Regions from separate parts of the Mus musculus genome. Here regions 2 and 3 are each linked to region 1. A link is a contact called in public HiChIP or PLAC-seq data. All regions are on one chromosome and are shown on one strand. Each heading gives the region's core, a stretch centred on a gene start, on an enhancer-like site or on the middle of the called end of the contact. The rest is flanking DNA. Distances are from core to core; before and after follow the strand shown. Region 1 holds the start of Rbm26 (RNA binding motif protein 26). Region 2 holds the start of Cln5 (ceroid-lipofuscinosis, neuronal 5). Region 3 holds the start of Fbxl3 (F-box and leucine-rich repeat protein 3).

Region 1 (3,507 bases), core at 290-2,789:
TTCATTTATGAGATTGTTTTTTCTTGGTGATTTAAAATACCCCCGTTCTCCATACGCAACAGTGGAGTGCTTTCTATGGTTCCCACATATAAGAAGGCCATGATGTATTTTACAGAGAAAAGCACATGGACTATACGGGCTTTGTTTAAACATGTGCTACAGTGCCCGGGAACAGGAGTCAATATTGATTCATCGACAATATTGGGTATGGTGCCTTTAAACAGAAACACGCGATTCTCAATAGTATATTATTTATACATTCTATATGTAACCTAAAGTTTACCATTTTAATAATTGTATGTGTACAACTTCATGGCATTAGATGTATAGTCAAACTGTTCAGTCACCAACTGTTTCAGAACTCTTATCATTCCAAACTGAAACTCTGCATCACTGAGACGTAATTCTCAAGATCCCCCTTTGCCTCCTGGCAACCACCATTCTGCATTCGGTCACTCCTGGGACTCTAGCAACCTCTAGAAATGGAATTCTAAATATTTTGTCTTTTCATATCTGCGGTATTTCAGTTAGCTAAATCATCTTAATTAATATCTTAATTCTTCATTAGCTTAAATCTAATTAACGTCTCACTCATGGCATCATATTTTAGAGCAAACGTCTAGCTTTGTATTTTATAACCTTTTTAGTTAATGCTTAAAGGACACTCCACTCCAGCATATTGCAAATTCTGTCGCATCAAGACTTTCTTTATGGTTCACCGACCGTGTCTTTAGACTCGTGGACTACTTTTTCATTCCATTTGTCCATTCCACTATTTTTTCATTCCATTGTGGCCCATTGCCTACTAGTCTTTGGTAGTCTCCTAATAATATAATAGAACCAAACTTGCGGGACCACCTATGATGTATATAGGATGCTGGTTTGAATGCTCTTCTTTAGTACATTGTAATTTCTTGGAGAAAAGTTGAAACTTTTCTAAATGAACAGAATTTAAAATGTAACAAAACTGTTTTTTTTTTTTTTTTTTTTTTTTTTTTTCTCTTGTAGGTTGGAAATCAACAAGGTATCTTTGGTTTGGGGCATCCATAGGTCATTAGACCTTGGCCAAAAAGTCCTGTACTTTGGGATAAGAACACTAATCCTCTGGAGGTCTCGGTGGGTTAGATTAGACCAGTGTGTGTTTACCCATCGTGTGCACGGGGCAGCACACACAGAAGATGGTACTGGAGGATGCTGTGACACCGAGGGCAGGTCGCACAGTGCAGGACCCCTGCAAACACTGCTGGCCGTCTTCTTATGGAGAGCTCCCATCTTCTAGGTTCACTCGTGCTGACAAGCACAATCCTCTCAGAGGACAAGGCCTGGGAGCCCGCGGCCACTCCATCCTGGTGAAGTAAGACGGCGCTTGTGCTTATTCACCACGAAGGCCGATGGATAAAAGGGGACCGAGGCCTCAACCCTTGCGATTGGTCAATCCTCGATCCACTACTGGATTTGCCCAGCTCTCACCCGGCCGAACTTGCGTCTCTTCCCAGCATGCTCCGGGCCGCACCGCGAGACTCGCACTCATTCTCGCGAGATTTACCGGCAGCCATCTTCTTGGGGGTGCTGGAAGCCGGGAAGACCCCCGAACCGTTCCCATTGAGCCGCCCTTCGTTGTCGCTTTTCTTCACGTCTGCTCTGCCGCGTGGCCACCAACCAAGCACCTAATCCCAAAGCTGAGAGGAGAGCCCGGGTCGGAGCGCGTTCGGCTCCCCTTCGGGAAGATTCACTGGGGGAGCGGGGCAGGGGGGAGGGCCCGGCCGGCAAACGGTTGCTGCCTCAGCCCGGGCCAGGGTCCGCCGAGGGGAGAAGCTCCGGGGACCCGGTGGGCGCGTGGCCTGCGGCGGCCCCCGCCGAGGTGCTCGCCGACCCGCGGCTCGCGGGGACCTGCCACCGGCACCTCCCACCGCTGCCCACGCGGACGGCGCGCGGAGGAGGGGGCGGCGGCGGCGACCTGGGCGAGCGCAGGAGCGAGGCCGGCCTCGGGGCCGCGGTGGATGGTTTCTAAGATGATCATCGAAAACTTCGAGGCGCTCAAGTCCTGGCTCAGCAAGACCCTCGAGCCCATGTGAGTAACCCCCGGGGGAGCAGTGCTCGCTCGCAGGGATGGCGGTGGTGGACAGGCGGGCGCCCCGATCGGGGCAGTTTACTCAGTGGTGGAGGCCGAAGCGAAGAACCGGGAGGTGGGGAGTCCCCCCAAGGCTCTGCTTTCTCTGTTCGCCCACCTTCCCGTCCAGGCTCAACATAGCCAAAGCTGGAGCTGGGCTTGATTGTAATGGTCGAGCTGATCTTTGAACCGGTGTGCCCTGCTTTGCTTTCCCCTTTCCCGTTATAGGCAGACCGATGGCAAACTTCCCCGTACACCTGTGTGTGTCTTCCGAGGCCCTCCACATCGGCTTCTCGGCTCCTCCCGAGTGCTAGCTTCTCCTCCCGGTGGTAGATAGTTCCACAGTGCTTCTTAAGACGAAGTGCATGGCTTTTTCTTAGGGATCAGGGAAGTTCGAGTTTAAAAACCTAAGGTTTCGCTTACAGTCCCTTAAAGAAAGGCCACGTCTTCCATGTGGTGTGTGGCTCATACGCACCTCTCTTAACTGATTGAAGATGTAACAGGTGCTAAGCCCAGGAAGCCCCAGACCCCTTGCCACCTACATCCTATTACTTTGAAGAAGGGGGAAAAAAACCAACAAACCCAAATCTCTATCCGTATGGAATATTTGGCATTTAAGGAGAAATTGAGTAGTTTGTGCGACTGTTGAAATATTGAAAGATTTTAGGAATATTTTATGTATTTATTTAATGCAAAATACATCATAGGTTGTTTTCTGCATCGTTGATTTACAATAGCAACTTGAAATGCAGTGGCAGGTAATTCACTTATTTAATGCATGCGTTAAGTTTTTACCATATACTGTGGGGAGCTTTGGGACAGGACTTTAACATTCTCCTGGGTTGATAAGCTGCAATAAGATACACTTCAGCTATGCCCAGTTATGGCCATTATGATAGTAGAGGACCATGTAACCGTGGTTTGAATGGGGTCTGCTGCTTCAGGGTTGTTGGTCAGTGAAACTGTCTGAGCAAGGAATAGTTAATAAAACTTAAAAGAGGAGAAAAGGCCCCACTATTTCCGAGGAATGATGCATTTTCAGAATGAAGAATAGCTGAAAGGCCTAGTAGAGGACATACGTGATCAATGTGGTTTGTTCAAAAAAGAGTAAGAATAGGGAAGAGAGAGGAAAGACATGGAATCAGTAGACAGGGGCCAGCTTTAGGTCCAGGCTGGGAATTAAGATCTTATTAACACACACTTGGAACAGAGGTTATTTAAAGCAGGCCAGGACTGATTTGACTTCAAGTAAGGGTGGTTTGTGGAGACTGAAGGTGGTAAGATTTAAATGAAGGGACACTCCGTTGAACGTACTGTAGGCTGAGACTGCGATTGGATGATGGTGGAGATGGAACCACATGTACTTCACAAGTAGGTCTGCTAGAACTTCCCGATAC
Region 2 (3,507 bases), core at 330-2,829, 2.1 Mb after region 1:
GTCCCAGGAGGTCTCCATATTTAAATTCCCAAATCGGGGCTTGTAGTCGTAAGACCTCGATGACGTCATTGTCCTTCATAACTGGGATGGGCGAGCCGGTAGGACAGAAAGTATACTTAGCTTGACAGTAGGGATCTGTCTTCGGACGGAAAGAGAAGCGCCTGGTGAGAAAGAGAACCATCCTCAGAATTGCTCTTCTAACAATCTTAACACGGGGACAAAACCTGATCTAACTTACAGCTATATACCAGTTGTCAGGTGGGAATGTCAATCGGGGCTTCTTTAGAGTCAAAAGACCAGTCAGCCTCCGTCTCCTGGTATTAGATAAAATACTTTGAGATTTACAATCTCTTTCTTGTTTTATTGGGTATTTAAGGTTTTTTTTTTCTTGTGAATATTTTCATGAAAACCAACCTCAACCCTAAACTTTTTTTTCTCTCATATATATTTAGAAGAACCAATTCATGAACAGAACACATGAATATTTAAGTTTGGCAACTGCTGGTTTTCACCAGAAATGCGAGGGCTACTATCATTTCCTGTTTTCTGTCCAGGGTATGTGAGCATGAAGATTCTGAGTTAAATTCCCTAAGACCGCACAGAGGATGAGCAAATGGGACCAGATTTGGTCTGCAGCCTTCAGAACTAAGAACTCCTTAGAGGAACATGCATCATGCCATGAACCCCCCCGCCCCTCATTCTGTTATGCAAAACATATGCTTTCAAAAGCTGCATCTCTTTCCACTTCACTATGCCCACGCCAGCCACCACTCCACCCACCCCTGTCCCCCGCAACCCCGAAGACCGAGCGCTTCTTGTTTCGCAATTCCCCACAGGCTGTCAAAACTTAGCTAAGTCAAAGACTGCGATCACCTCCTCAGGTCCGGAGCCCTACCTACCCTCCAGGTTGAAGTGGACCAACAAGGTGATCCTGACTAGCCTAGGGAGGAAATTCCCCGGGTCAGTCAGCTAAATTCCCCATTTAGCTCAGTAAGGACACAGGGGAGCAAGCAGGCTCCCTGTAAATTCTCCCCAAATGTTATGCAATGGCAGCTAACGATAAGGCATGAAATAATTGCAGTGTTTAAAACATTTTAACCTGCTCTCCAAGTCAGTAGCACCTAAAAGTCACTCCGTGCAGTGATGTCACTCTCCATTCCTCCCAGGACTCTGAACTGCCCAGAACCGGTGAGGATCCCCGAGTTGCCAACTATTTAGGAACTATGCTCTTAGTGTCGCCCGCCCTGTGCCCTGCGTCCCCGGGCGCGCTAAGGTATCGGATCCGCCCTCTCCAAGTCCCCTCCCCGCCCCGCTCCGTCTCACTCACTTGTAGGGCACCGGCCAGCGTTGCCCAGACGTCGGGGACGCGCCCAGAATCGTCGCCAGCCCGAGCAGCGCCAGCGCGAGCGCCGGGCGCCAGTGCGCTCCACATGGCCCCCCGCGCAGCATCCGCGGCTCCCTGAGATCCCGGAGGCTCCGGGGCCCCGGCGTCGGCCTTGCGTGCGCGCCGCCGCGAGGAGCCAGCCAAGCACCAGCGCCGGCTTGGCCGTGTGACCTCCGGGCGCGTGACGCCTCCCCTGTCCCGGCCGGGGCGGGGCGCCTCTGTTCCAGCGCGCGTGCGCTGGACGCTAAAAAGCCCTGTCCTCCCGGAAGGGTGAGACTGGTACTGCAAAACTCACTCCAGCCTGGTGGATGTGTGCTATGCCTCTAGCGCAAAGGTGCTTTCTGCCCTCCCCGCAGCCATCACCAGCCAAACCGTAACAACAATAAAACACTTATGAACTTTCTTGACCCACATGGCCCAGGCCAGTCTCCAACACAAATCTTCTGCTTGGAGACACTGGGTGCTCAGCGGAATTAAAAAATGAGGACATTACAGGAAATGATTGCCCTCTCCTGGCCTCTCTGAGAATGTTGCAAAGATCAGCAATGACAATATGCTTTCCGTGCTGCCATCGGCATCACCAGACTTGGACTGCTCTGCTCCGGTTCTGTCCTCTGCCACACTTAGTATTATCCGTGACTCTTCAAAGCTTAAGACCGACCAATAGAGCTAGGTTTAATCCATTTATCCTCCGGTCCTCCTTTGTCCAGTAAGTGTAAGATTGCTAAGAGCATCACGCCATACGGAATCAGGCTGTTCAGGCCACTGCACTGAGTGATGGCAACCAAGATCACTCACGTACGCTGGAGATGAGACTGGAACAGGCAGTATTTTGGAGATCTCCTAGCAAACCCACTATGTGTATGCACATAGGAGCTGCATGAGGTCTGAACTACAAAGCGAACACGGGATCCTTTTTGCTTGCCAACTCTGAAGCTCAAGAAGAGATAGAAATGTCAGATCCAGAAACCCTTTATCAAAAGTTTTGGACCTATCTGGGTTGTAGTGTGAGGCTGATATTCTCAGAGATTCCTCTGCCAAAGGTTCTAGCTGTTTCGTCCTTGCTGATGTATTTTCCAAAAGGAAAAAAAAAAAAATTAAGTCTGTAAATTTTAGGAGACAAAGTTTCTCAGGGAATGAAAAAAACAGGGTGTCATCATGATACTTTAACGTGTCCTAGCAGGTGATGGCTGGCTTTCTCTTTTTGACTTCAGGATGATAACTAGCCAGGCAAACGTGTTAAGTTCAAGCTCATCTTTGCTTTCTTATTTATAACTCTGTGAACTAAATAAATCACTATTCTGAGAAGGGTTTCCAGGTTGCTAAAGGTTCTGTCAAACACGACATGCTTTTTTGCTTCGGACACACCAATTTTCTAACCACATTTTAATGAAAGAGTAATGATATTTTAACTAGGTTTGTAGGCCTTAGATATACTCACCTGCTTTATAGGTGCTTAACTGCCCTAAACAAATACATCAACTGTATTGTAGCCTCTAATTTCAGATTTTTCTTAACAGTTTTTCTTGCCTATCACAGCATAATGTCAAAGATGCTACAATAGGTCAAAGGTGAGTTTAAAGGTTCAATTTAGGGTTGAATTTAGTAAAGTTAGAAATTGTAATAGTCACTCATGAGGAGAATCGATGGGGGCATCTGTTTTATTTTTTAATTATGTATGTATGTATGTATGTATGTATGTATGTATGTATATATGTATTATTTATGTAGCTGTCTTCAGACACACGAGAAGAGGGCATCAGATCCTATTCCAGATGGTTGTGAGCCACCATGTGGTTGCTGGGAATCGAACTCAGGGCCTCTGGAAAAGCAGTCAATGCCTTTCACCACTGAGCCATCTCTCCAGCCCCCGGGGGCATCTGTTTAATGTATGACACACATGTATGATATGTAAACCCCTAATTCAAAATCAAGAAATTTATAATTTACAATCTTTGACCATTTGCATTGATTCTTTTAGAGTAGTCTTTAAGCTTGAACTGAGTTACTGAATATGAGTTTTTATTTTCATTTTGAACAGTTATGAGTCTTTCTCAAGAAAACCAGCTTCATAACAAACATTTCTCTCTTTCTTACATGATTTGATAAAACATGTTGTCTGG
Region 3 (3,507 bases), core at 369-2,868, 2.1 Mb after region 1:
AGGTATAATGTGTGATATTCTGATTAGTGTATTCAGTTTAAATGTTTAATATTTTGTGTGTATCAGTGTTTGCCTGCACGTATGTCTGTGCTCCACTTTCAAGGACCAATCAGATCTCCGGGGACTGGAGTTATGAATGGCTGTGAACCACGTGGGAGCTGGAATTCTCTACAAAATCACCAAGCGCTCTTAACTGCAGAGCAGTGCTCCAGCCCCTTCAGTTCATATACACAACGTCTAATGTTTAAATCGGGTTAGTCATTCTAACTCCTCAGACATATTTTTTTCTGGTTAAAAAGATTAAAACTCCTTTCTTCTAGTTTGTTTAAATGTACATTATATGGTGACGGTCTTAAGTGTGTGACAGAACCTGTTCTCATGACTTCATCTTTTAAAAAATATAATAATTTACTCTGGGCTAGAGAGACAGCTTAGCAGTTAAGAGTGCTTGCTGTTCTTCCAGCTGATCTGAGTTCAGTTCCCAGCGCTCAGGATGAGTGGCTCACATCTGCCTGTAAATAACTCCAGCTCCAAGGAATCCAACATCCACTCCAGACACCACGGGCACTGCACTCAAATGCGCGCGCCGCGCGCACACGCGCACACTCACACCTACAACAAAACGAAAAGCTTATAAAATTAATAGTAAATTAAAAACAAGTACATAAAAGCATTTTAAAGTTCAGCATGTTTTTGTTCCGTGTGGTGGCACATTTCTTCAATCTCAGCATTGAGCAGGCTGAGGTTGGTGGATCTCAGAGTTCCAAGCCAGCCTGATCTACAAAATGAAAATCAGTATAAAGAAAACTGAGGAGGGTAGGAAACGAAAGAGAGAGAAGAGATCTTTACTTTGGAGAAATAACACAGAAAAAGCAGAAGGCATGGTATACAGCTAACCTTAAGATTTTCTGGGGACTTTTCTTATTTTAGGAAAAACTCAGTATCTCCAAGTCCAAACTTAAAAAAAAAAAAGTCAAATATTTGATAGCATTTAAAAGACTCCTTGACTTACAAAACGCTCCACCACCCGGGAGCGAGGAGTGGGGGTTGTCTTTTTTTAATTAGCCATCTGCTTCTTCACACTTTACGTGTTTCTGAAAAGAAATCTCAGACTTGGGGGTTCTGTTTCATAAGTAAATGTGATTTTGAAAAAGTTATGACTCATTAAAAAAAAGCCTTGGAAAAATGGAAATGCAAATATTGTCTTAAGAAACCCGTAGTGATCGCAACGTCCACCACGTTGATTTATTTATTCTTTTTCTAGGTACAGACAGCAACCTCAGAGGCTCCCTTGGCCGCGCCCTCCTCGCGGAGGTGGGTCGCTGTCAGGTGATGTTTACGTCCGGTAGGGGTGCGTCCCGCCCTGCAGACACTCCCTCCGCCTTTGGCGTCGGCTCCCCCGCCCTAAACTTTCCGGTTTTAACCCTGGGAAAGGCCAGCCACGTCTGGCGAACACCAACCCGCCCACATTCCGCCCCTAAACAAACTTGGCCAGGGACAGCCCGGGAGGCTGGAGCCGCCTCGGTGCGCGCGCCCGGCCAGCCCCTTCGGCCGCGCGCCCGCCCCCTCGGGCGGGGACGCGCAGGGGCAAGCGCGCGGCCGCGAACTGCGGGCGCCATTTTGGATTCCCTAACTGGGCCGAAGCTTCGGGCTCGCTGCTGTCGATCGCTGCTCGCCTAGGGCGTCTCGGGCGGGCGACGAGGAGGTGCCGGGGCGAAGGACACAGACCGCGCGGGACAGAGAAGGGACGCGACGCTCTCCTCCCCACACACCGGGGCAGCCGGAGCCGCAAAGGTGGAGCCGCGTCGGCGCCCGCCGCGGGACCAGCGTCTCGGATGCGGGCGGAGCGCGGGGGGCCGCGACGGCGGGAGCTCGGAGACGGGGCCCCGGGAGGCCTCATGTGAGAGGCGCGGGAGCCGCCGCCGCCGCTGCCGCCGTCGTCCGCGCGGCCCGGGGTGCTGTGTGGGGGAAGCCGCCCCCGGCAGCAGGTACGGCGGAGGTTCGGGGCCGCAGCCCGGAGTCGGGCGGGGAGGTCGGCGGCGGCGGCCGGGGGCGCGCGCGGGGCGCGACGGGAACAACGCCCCGCCCCGCCGCGCCCGGGCCTCGGTGTCTGTCAACAAGGCGTGGCCGGCGCGGCGCGCGCTCGGTGGCCGCGCGTGGCGGGGCAGCGAGGAGGACGGGCTCCTCCGGGCTCGCCCTGGGCGGCGCGGGTGCAGGCGGCTGGAAAGCCCGGGGGCCTGGGCGGTCAGTGTGTGCGGAAGCCGGGCCGGGGAGGCGCACGGTGGAAAACTTGGTGAACTTAGGGGCAGCCGCCCGGGTCGCGTGCTGCAGACCACCACCCGGAAGCCGCCCGGGCAGGGCATCGCCGAGCCGCGTGCGAGGTGAGAGCGGGCGGCGGTTTTGTTGGTAATGGTGCCTATCCCACTTGCCCAGATGTTTGTATCTTTTGCTTACACCAAAAGGCGAATTTAAAAAAAAAATGTCCCTGTAGATGTTAAAATGTCTGTAACCCGCCCCGTGTTACCTGTGTGCCGGCTCCCGGTTGTGTCTTGTCTGTGTGTCCAGTCCCAGTTCATCTATATCCACTGTGCTCTCACCATTCTGAGAGTTAATCTTTTTCGTATTGTTCCATTCTTGTATTTCAGCCAAAGAATGTGTGTTAGGTTTCCTTCTATGAAAAACAAAACAAAAGGGCATATGCAAATGTAATGCCAGAACGGGACTTTTAAACCTAAAGTACAAATTTTTTAAAAAATATTTTTTGCATGTCCAGAATATGTAAATGTTTAAAGACAGTAAGGGAAGTTTGGCTCTTGGTTTCAGTTTAAGGAAATGTTTGATTAGCTCACTAATTCTTGGTGATGCTCAAGTTACTGGGTGTCCCTCATTAGTTGCATCTTGGACACTTGATGTAAACACTAGCTAAAGTTGTTGCCACCATACTTTCTCTGGGTTCTTGAAACACTGCAATAAATCAAAACTGCTGGAGCCCAGTTTTCTGTGCTTAGGAAATCGCATTGATATTTAGTGTCCTGTTTTATACACCACACTCTTCCTGTTCAGCTATAAAGGGCACTTTGACTTCCACTAGAAGCAGTATAAAACCCATTACTCTAAACTAGTTGTGTACTAGTGAATGCACCGAATTGTTCTTTATGCAGCAGAGCTTCATGTGCAGATAGTTAAAATAAAAGCATTGGAAATTTCGAATTAAAAAGGCCAACAAGGAAAAGCAATATTTAAAATGTTATTAGCTATTTATTCACTAGTTAATTTTACACCTAATAGTACATAGCACATTTTAACCTTTGGTCCATTAGTTTTCCATTAAGAGTGACATTAATTTCATAATGCTTATGATAGTCCATAGACTTTCTTAGCTATTCATAAAGTAATAAGTACTAATATATACTTTGATGATCCATGTGTTCAGTTTATATTTAGATCAAGTGTAACCGTGTACTTGATCTTCCTTAGCGTTGGTGACTTTACATTGCCTTCCCAACT

The links. HiChIP or PLAC-seq counts read pairs in DNA pulled down with a chosen protein or histone mark.
Region 2: a contact with region 1 is called in an H3K27ac HiChIP or PLAC-seq map of thymic regulatory T cells, with 11 times the contacts expected there. The contact joins the promoter of Cln5 here to the promoter of Rbm26 in region 1. A contact is called at or near these places in 2 of 39 promoter capture datasets (hippocampal neurons and liver), 1 of 484 Hi-C or Micro-C datasets (the G1E-ER4 cell line), 2 of 115 datasets of contacts at active chromatin or transcription factors (astrocytes and thymic regulatory T cells) and 2 of 9 other capture datasets (adipose tissue and embryonic stem cells).
Region 3: an H3K27ac HiChIP or PLAC-seq map of regulatory T cell precursor shows a contact between it and region 1, with 24 times the contacts expected there. The contact joins the promoter of Fbxl3 here to the promoter of Rbm26 in region 1. A contact is called at or near these places in 4 of 39 promoter capture datasets (hippocampal neurons, liver and pre-B cells), 1 of 484 Hi-C or Micro-C datasets (the G1E-ER4 cell line), 4 of 115 datasets of contacts at active chromatin or transcription factors (astrocytes, extraembryonic endoderm stem cells, large pre-B cells and 1 more) and 1 of 9 other capture datasets (adipose tissue).

Annotation. Positions count from the first base shown.
Region 1 is chr14:105,175,346-105,178,852 of GRCm38.p6, reverse strand. Rbm26 (RNA binding motif protein 26) reads left to right here and starts at 1,539. Exons shown (of 22, transcript NM_001368684.1): 1 at 1,539-2,071. The coding sequence starts at 2,001.
Region 2 is chr14:103,068,288-103,071,794 of GRCm38.p6, reverse strand. Cln5 (ceroid-lipofuscinosis, neuronal 5) reads right to left here and starts at 1,579. Exons shown (of 4, transcript NM_001033242.1): 1 at 1,328-1,579; 2 at 1-161. The coding sequence starts at 1,449.
Region 3 is chr14:103,097,643-103,101,149 of GRCm38.p6, reverse strand. It overlaps Fbxl3 (F-box and leucine-rich repeat protein 3), which reads left to right and starts at 1,618. Exons shown (of 5, transcript NM_015822.3): 1 at 1,618-1,988.